2 separate regions of the Sus scrofa genome follow, and region 2 is linked to region 1. The links are chromatin contacts, called in public Hi-C maps. All regions are on one chromosome and are shown on one strand. The core of a region is the stretch at or near the end of the contact, and the rest is flanking DNA. Distances in the headings are between cores, read along the strand shown. Region 1 overlaps NCKAP5 (nck-associated protein 5). Region 2 overlaps NCKAP5 (nck-associated protein 5).

Region 1 (4,012 bases), core at 142-2,641:
AAGAATATTACATCTTTTTTCTAGTACAATTTACATAATACCCATTTTCTCTAGTCAGGCAAAACTCAATGCACAGCAGAGGGCCCAACTGTTTGAGGATTTGACAGAAGAAATTTCCCAGCAATATTGTCCTGGTGTGTTTTTTTGACATTAAAACTCTTATTTTTATCCCTAACCCCTGAACGCAGCAGAAAGCTATCACTTGAGGTGCTTCTTTGGCATTGAGTGGGATGTACATCCTGACAAGCCTTTCATAGCCACAGTGGGTGTATACAGACAAAGAGCTAGTTGGTGAAGACACCTATAACCCTGCCAGATGATTCATCTGGGTAAGAGAAGGAAGGAAATTCAGATAAAGTAGCAAGAAATAAGCATGATCTTAAGAGACAATTAGGAAGGTCAAATACATACACACATACACACACTCACTCATATATGAAAAGTCAGAATATATACATATATATGAGAAGCAATAATAACTGCACATCAAAAACTTATTTTCTTCAAGCAAAATCTCTGTACATTTAAAGAATGAATGAACTACCCAAGTTGTTCCTGAGACAAAAGGCTCTCCCAGACGTCTGCCACCTTAACCCAACAAAGAGTTTTCTAGGTCCCATCCAGGGTCATCTCAGTGTTCAGGAACTTTCTGTTGCCACTGGGAGGGAGGCAACTGAGCTGATTTCTTGTCCCAGGTATGCCACTCAAGGGCAGCCCAGCCTTGGTAAAGCCCCTTGGTTATCTGTGACATTGTTTCCTCATGTGCAAAATGAGGTGGCTGGGTATTGGAGCTAATTCTCCTCCTTCTGAGCACCTGAGACTTGCTAGCTATCTTATTAATCAGCACATAGCATTTGACCTTAAAGTGTCACACTGCAACTCCTTCCTCAGAACAACATGGATAATTGGGGCTGGCTACCTAGAAGACAGCAATATCACAACAAACTGCTGGTAGCTCTTCCTGCTATGGTGCAGTGGGTTAATCATCCGGCTTGTCTCTGTGGTTGTGCTTGTTCAATCCCTGGCCTGGCTCATTGGGTTAAGATCTAGTGTTGCTACAGCCATAGGTTGCAGCTCTGACTCGGATTTTACCCCTGATCTGAGAACTTCCACATGGGGAAGTGGGGGAAGGAAAAGGGGGAGCCAAAAAAACAAAACAAAACAAAAATAAAAAACAGCTGGTAGCCATGACCTACACTCTTGGCTATCTTGATAAAATACAAGGTGACCCAACCTCTTCCAAGAAGCCCTGATTTCTAAGATACAAGATGATTCCTTTATTTACTTTTGCTAAAAATCACTAAAAACCTTAGCCCTGAAGTAAACTGGCTGTAACTCTTGCTACACAGTAGGGATGCTGCCAGTTTTCTCAAAGTCCATCAAGCACAGTTGGCTTTGTGTAACAAGAATGATCCCAGATGTTGGCAAAAGAGTCAGAACTAATTATGGTTCAGACAAGTATGGAAACTCAGCTCCAAGTGGAAGGCTTTAACTTTGGGGCTAAGAGGGGTTTGAGGAATTCACTGTGAGGATCAGTCCTGGGACCTGGCTCCCCATATTCTCTGTCAAGTTTTCATTGTCCTTCAAGGCCCTGCCTTGCATTATGTCAAAGACAAAGTCTTAGTTTGGTAACTCTCTTGAAACTTGCTAATCCTTAAAACTTTAAAAAGGGAAAATAGGACTCAAGCTCACTTAACAGACAACACTAATTAGGGTGAGTTTAGAATTGCGTCTTTTTTTTCTTTGTGTCCATGGGTCCTTCCAAATTTTGCAAGTGAAATAATTTTCCATTTCCAGCAACACCTTCCTTTCAGCAGGGTTTTCATCAGTACTTCTGTCTGCTCAGACATGTCCACTAGTTCTCATTCCATCTAGTCTGTGGTCTCTGAACATGTTCCACCCTGTGCTCTAATCATTTTCCTGAGCAACTCACTGACCTGCCCACCTCTCCATGTCCTCATGGTCTCCCAAAGTCTTGACCAGCCTTCTGATCCCCCATTGCCTCCTCATCAATGTGCTCACTACCAACCCATGGACTGAATATGGCTGGGAGCAAGGTCTCCAGGGCTCTGAGAGACTTAGTAAATCCTCAAATATTAGGTGGCTTGTGATTGACTCAGTCAGGATCTGAACCCAAACTGCAGGTCTCTAAAAACTCAAAGCTTACCCATAATCCTCTGCTACACCTAATCAGACTTCCCATAATCCTCTGCTGCATCTCACCAGAATACCCATAATCCTCTCCTGCACCTCACCAGAACACCTATAATCCTCTGTTGTACCCCACCAGAATACCCTATAATCTTCTGTTTATGCGGGTATGCATAGAGTACCTAAAGAACAAAAGGACATTTCCATTTATCTGAATTTTAATGTCTTTCAAGGGCCAACTCAACTCCGACCTTCCCCAGAAGCTCAATGTGTTTCCTGAACATGAGGCAGCAGAATGGCTACTTTGAGGGAAAGATGGTGGTAGGCTACTGAAAACAAGACTTTGGCTGGAAGAACTGTTACCATGATGAGCACAAAAGGAAAAACATAACAGCTGAATCCAAAGCTTTGTAGTGCAGTGGTTTGCAACCCAGACTGCATGTTAGAATTGATCAGCAGAGATTGAAAAAATTCTCATGCCCAGTCCATACCCTAGATCAATGAAGTCAGAATCCCCCAGATGGAACTAGGACATCACAAATTTTTAAAATTCTCCAGATGAGTCTAAGGCATATCCAAATATGAGAACTACTACGGCAGAATATAATTAATACTACCCCTGCACGACTATAGGACTTGGAATCAAAAGACCATGTCCACTGTGCCCTGACACTGTATGACACTCATAAAGTCAGCTGCCTCTGTGGAACTCAGATTCTTCATCTGTAAAGTGAGGTTGTACTTTCTGCCCTTCCTATTTGGAAAGGTTCATATGAGGATCAAATGAGATGGTGTTGTGAAAGTGTCAGTTGTACATATTAATTATTATTGTGGCAATCTTTGCTACTGATCCTCCAATGGTAAAGTTCAAATGCTCAGGAGAGAAGAGGTAATAAAAATGCATAGAGAAGAAAAAGTCCAATAATAGTTGGATTAGAAAAATTAAACATGATGAATCCAGAGATATACAGCCTAATTCATATCTTAAGGATATATTTACAAGTTGTTTTATAAATGAAATTTTGAAAGTTTGTAGGAGAACACTTGCAAAAGAACTGCGTTCAGATCATCACTTATAATTACAGTGGAAGCTTACTAATTCAGACTAAGGTATAGGCTTGGCTTTAATGGGGTGAAATGAATTCCCTGTGCTACTTTATTAACTTAGTGTAGACACAATTTATTGGGGTGTGGTGGCAAATCTACTAAACAACACATTTGGAAAAACATATTTTGATCAATTTACAAAACAACTGAATCATCATGAATTACTATAGCTATCTGGCTATTCATTTAAACAGATAGGGGAAGAATATAAGCTGTCATAAGACCCCAAAATGGGCTTGCTCCAAAAGTTTCTTTGAACTTTTTTTTCTTTTTATGGCTGCGCCTGCAGTGCATGAAAGTCCTTGGGCTAGAGGTCAAATCAGAGCTGCAGCTACCAGCCTAACCACATCTATGGCAACACTGGATCTGTGCCACATCTGCAAACTACACTGCGGATTGCAGTAATGCTGAAACCTTAACCCACTAAGCAGGGCTAACAATTGAACCTGCATCCTTATGGAGATAACATTAGGTCCTTAACCCACTGAGCTACAATAGGAATTCCCTTTGAAACTATTAGCTTGACACCTGGTGCACTTCCCAGAGGTCATGAAGTAAATGGCACTAGTGTAGCATACCAGGCCCTCACCAGTTTTCTTAGGACAGTACCAGCCTGAGGTCTGGGTCCTGAGGGTATGAGGAAAGAAGGACAAAGAGGCTTCTATCTCCTTTTGTATATGCATATGGTGCTTGACAAACCACAGAAATTATAGTTGCAATTTCTAATTTGCTTTGGCTGGCTTTCTCTTTCCTT
Region 2 (3,776 bases), core at 820-3,319, 160 kb before region 1:
TAATGCATTTAGAGATAGTTTCAGAAAAGTGATTCAAACCTAGGTGTGCAAAGGACAACTCCACTTTCTTATATTATTTTATGCTGACTCAGCATTCAGTGAGTTTCTTCCCTACCTGGACCCCTGACAGGATCCCCTTTTCTCAGCACAAACCCAAATAGAATAGAAAGGACTCCTGGCTCCTTGAAAAAGCTCTTATTTTGCCTGCTAAGACCTAAAGCATTTAAGTGACTTGTCTAAAGTCACACATTGTAACACTCAGAAAGTGGCAGAATTGGATTGGCTTCTAGAATGATCATTACAATTTCTAACAAAAGAAGAATAATGGTGGCTTAACTGTTCCCCTCTGACAGATTGTACATGCTTCTACACGCAGCCTTCATCCACTTTTGTATTCTATGGAATGCTTTAGGTAGTATTTTATGATCGTGTATAAACTGTGCAAATTTTCACGCCATGCCAGTACAGTTGGTTTCCTATTTCAAAAGTAGGAAATGGGCCATATTTATACGGTAACAATAAACAAGTGTATCCAAAGTGGCTGAAGGTAATTATCAAAACTCTTGAGAGTGAAAGCCAATGGAAAGTTATTAGTCCCCCAAAGTGCATTAAACACTGTGAGAGAAGCAAGGATGTGTAAAACAATGGGGCAAAAAATAATACAGAAGTGATATAATTAAATAGCTATTATGTGCAGTTTAATGCATTGTACTACATGCTTTACATAGGGTAATTCACTTTAAAACATACACACATTATAACCAAGAGGTAAATATTGGGTTTTTGTTCTTTCATAGAGGAGATTTCAGAACTTTAGTGATGAAATTACTTGCCCGAGGTCATAATATTAATGAATAGTAAAGACTGAATTGAAATCTGGATGTATTTAACTCCAAAATTCTTGTTCTAGCTTTTTCATGTACTTATCTATTTTCCTTAGAATCTAGCTCAAGATATATACATAGCTTCCCTTTTGGCAACACTGCACAAGTCCTGGGAACATTTTTAACTATTAACTGACACCCAATACATCTACTACCAAAAAGCTGGTCATTAACTTACTAAACATTCCCACAAATGTTTGAGGAAGTACTTATGACACGTCTCATCACAAATAAAAAAAAAAAATCATGTCCTCATTGAAGAGCTTCTGATACAAAAAACTACACGGATGAATATCAAACACAGGCTAAATAAAATAAGCCAGACACAAAAGTGTATACATCATATGGTTCCACTCATATTAAACTCTTAAAAAGGCAAAACTAATCCATAGTGACAGAAAACAGATCAGCAGTGGCCTGGGGCTGGAGGTTCTGGGTAATGGACTGGGAAAGGGAACAAGGGAATTTTCTGGGGTGGATGAATAGATACAGTAAATATTCTTTAGAAATAGGTCATAGCCACTGGTGGAATGGGTTTAACGGCTCCACTTAACTAGGGTAAGGACTAAGATATACCAGAAAACTGCTTTGAGGAGTCACAAATGAACACTGCTATGTGGATCTTAACAGAGTTTCAAAATCTGGTCAGAAAACAGAAGCAGAATTTAGCTTAGGACTAAAATAAACATTCTGGAAGCTTAGTGAACAATCAATAGTGGTAATCCACCCAGCTGTACAAAGGGCATATGGAACACCCCAAATGTTCCATTTTGATGTGGAATTAATGCGGTGAGTTATTTTTCCTTTCTTTTGTAATGGACATACCATTGTAATGAGAAGATAATTTTGCATCAGAGGCGTCAGCTTGCGGATTATCTCTTTCATTTTGGCTCTCCCCATTTTTATGGCAAATTCTGCTACAACATCAATGGTAATGCATTTTGCACTCATATTATTATGAGATCTGTACATTAATTCAAGGATCTCAGTGCTTGCCTTGAATAACATCAAAACTAACAATGAAATATGAGCAAGGCTTGTTGGAAAACATCTGTATGCCTCACTTATCAGAAAATGCACAGCACATTTGGTTTTGAAATTCCGATTTTCTTCACATTAGAAATGCCTTGAAATAGACCTATTGTGCAATATGATTCCTATGACATGATCCTTTATCTATTATCCCCTCCCATTCAATATTTACCCATGCAGGAAAGGAATGCAATCACCAAAAGGGAAAACTGAAAACAATTATCTCTTTTGGGGGACTTGTGCTTTGAATTTTTAAAGGTGGACATTTAGGGGTCTAACATACTTGAGAAGGGTTTCAAAACACTCCGAAGTTAAGAGGAATACAAAATAGAAAGTGTCCAACATGAAATGAATAAATAAAGGTAGAAGGTAGGTTATGATGCAGGCCATCATCAAGGATTCAATCTTAACTTAGGATTCATTTCTTATTTAAGGATGTAATAGGCTTCACATGGTCCCTGCACATCTTGAGGTTATAAGAAAATTTTTCTCTGTATGTGTGGAGAAAACCTATTGCCTTGCTCAGAATCTCAAAGATTCTATGATCCAGCCACTACCCTCTTTCCCTTTAAAGTTAGCCAGCAGATGAGATAGACAGCTTAATTCTGAATATTTCCATTGCATCCAATGCCATAACACCTCATACGCATTCTTGCTTAAACATTCACTCTGAGTCACTGAACTAAAAGCCTGTAAGGATCTACTTAGAGCTAAATATCTGCAGACAATCCCCAGAAATACAAATCCCAGGAAAACTGCAAAACAATCAAAAAAGTTAATAGTGAAGAGAAATAGATTTAATACAGTAAGTTTGGGGCCTAAAACCTCCTTCCCTCTGATCAGTTTCTCAAAAATATTCTTGCTGAACAAACAAATCACTTTTGGTACCCTCTCTGTTTCCCTGCCACCCAGATGCAGGTCACTTACATCATAGCAAGAGACAGTAAAGAAGCACAGCATCTGCTCAGCTTCTTTATGTGACAGTCAGGGTACCAGGCATTTTAGACACCTTTCATTACTTTATTTGTTCTGATGGAAATTAAGGTTCGAGGAATTTCAAGAACCTGCCCATTATCACCCAACCAAGCAAACTGGTGGTATTGGGACTTAAAACCAAGACAGCTTGAAGCTTAGTATTTGTCATCTTTCTGCTCCTCCACACAGTAATTTCTCCTCCCTTCCCCCTCTCCGGTCTCCTCCATCATGCCTCCTTGGAGTTAGGGGTTTCTAGTCAGCCCACTTCATCTAAAACCACTTCCCAAAGCTGCCCATTAGGCTGACAGCACTTCCTCTTCGTTAATTCAGGTAAAATTCAAACATGTTATGCATGGCACAGTGGAAAAGGCAGAGTACTGGGAATCAGGACTCCTGGGTCCTCTCTGTTCTACACAGACTGTGTGACCTTGCACCAGGCGTGAATCAATCCAAGCATTAGATAACAAGGCAGGTAGATTGCATGATTTTGAAGGTTGAGATAGAATATTTTGACTCTATTACTTCTTGGCAGAAACATGGTTCCAGGGAAAATGATTTGATCATGTTAATAGGTTATTAGATTCACTGCCCTTATTTTGGAAAATATCACTTATGCCCGTCATGGTGTTGTCTATAACTCAGATGATCAGGACACCACCCAAATGTATTTAACTCCATTTGCCCGAAGTGTAGCACATTGACAAGTCCAAACAGACTCTTAAGTGCCTCTTAATTGGTTGATTTGCTGAACGCTATTGCAAAAGCTTTTTTGTATGCAGGCCAAGGGGAGCAACCAAGGCAGGAACTAGAAATGAAGGTGTGACGGCAGTGGGTATCTTGGGCCAGAAGCTTTGGATGAGGAGAAGAACCTGGAGAAGAGGAAGC

What was found. Hi-C and Micro-C count contacts between places; a contact is called where the count stands out from the background.
Region 2: a Hi-C map of liver shows a contact between it and region 1, with 6 times the contacts expected there. The contact joins two enhancer-like sites. A contact is called at or near these places in 4 of 47 Hi-C or Micro-C datasets (liver and skeletal muscle).

Annotation. Positions count from the first base shown.
Region 1 is chr15:19,164,155-19,168,166 of Sscrofa11.1, reverse strand. All of the region lies in intron 6 of NCKAP5 (nck-associated protein 5), which reads right to left. Among named protein-coding and RNA genes, the nearest start is that of LYPD1, 360 kb to the left of the region's middle. Within about 2 kb of position 1,391, at least 1 of the 83 cell types and tissues checked has an H3K27ac peak or open chromatin away from gene starts, as enhancers often do. A contact at or near this core is called in liver, where this site is marked.
Region 2 is chr15:19,326,589-19,330,364 of Sscrofa11.1, reverse strand. The region is part of intron 10 of NCKAP5 (nck-associated protein 5); the gene reads right to left. Among named protein-coding and RNA genes, the nearest start is that of LYPD1, 190 kb to the left of the region's middle. Within about 2 kb of position 2,069, at least 2 of the 83 cell types and tissues checked have an H3K27ac peak or open chromatin away from gene starts, as enhancers often do. A contact at or near this core is called in liver, where this site is marked.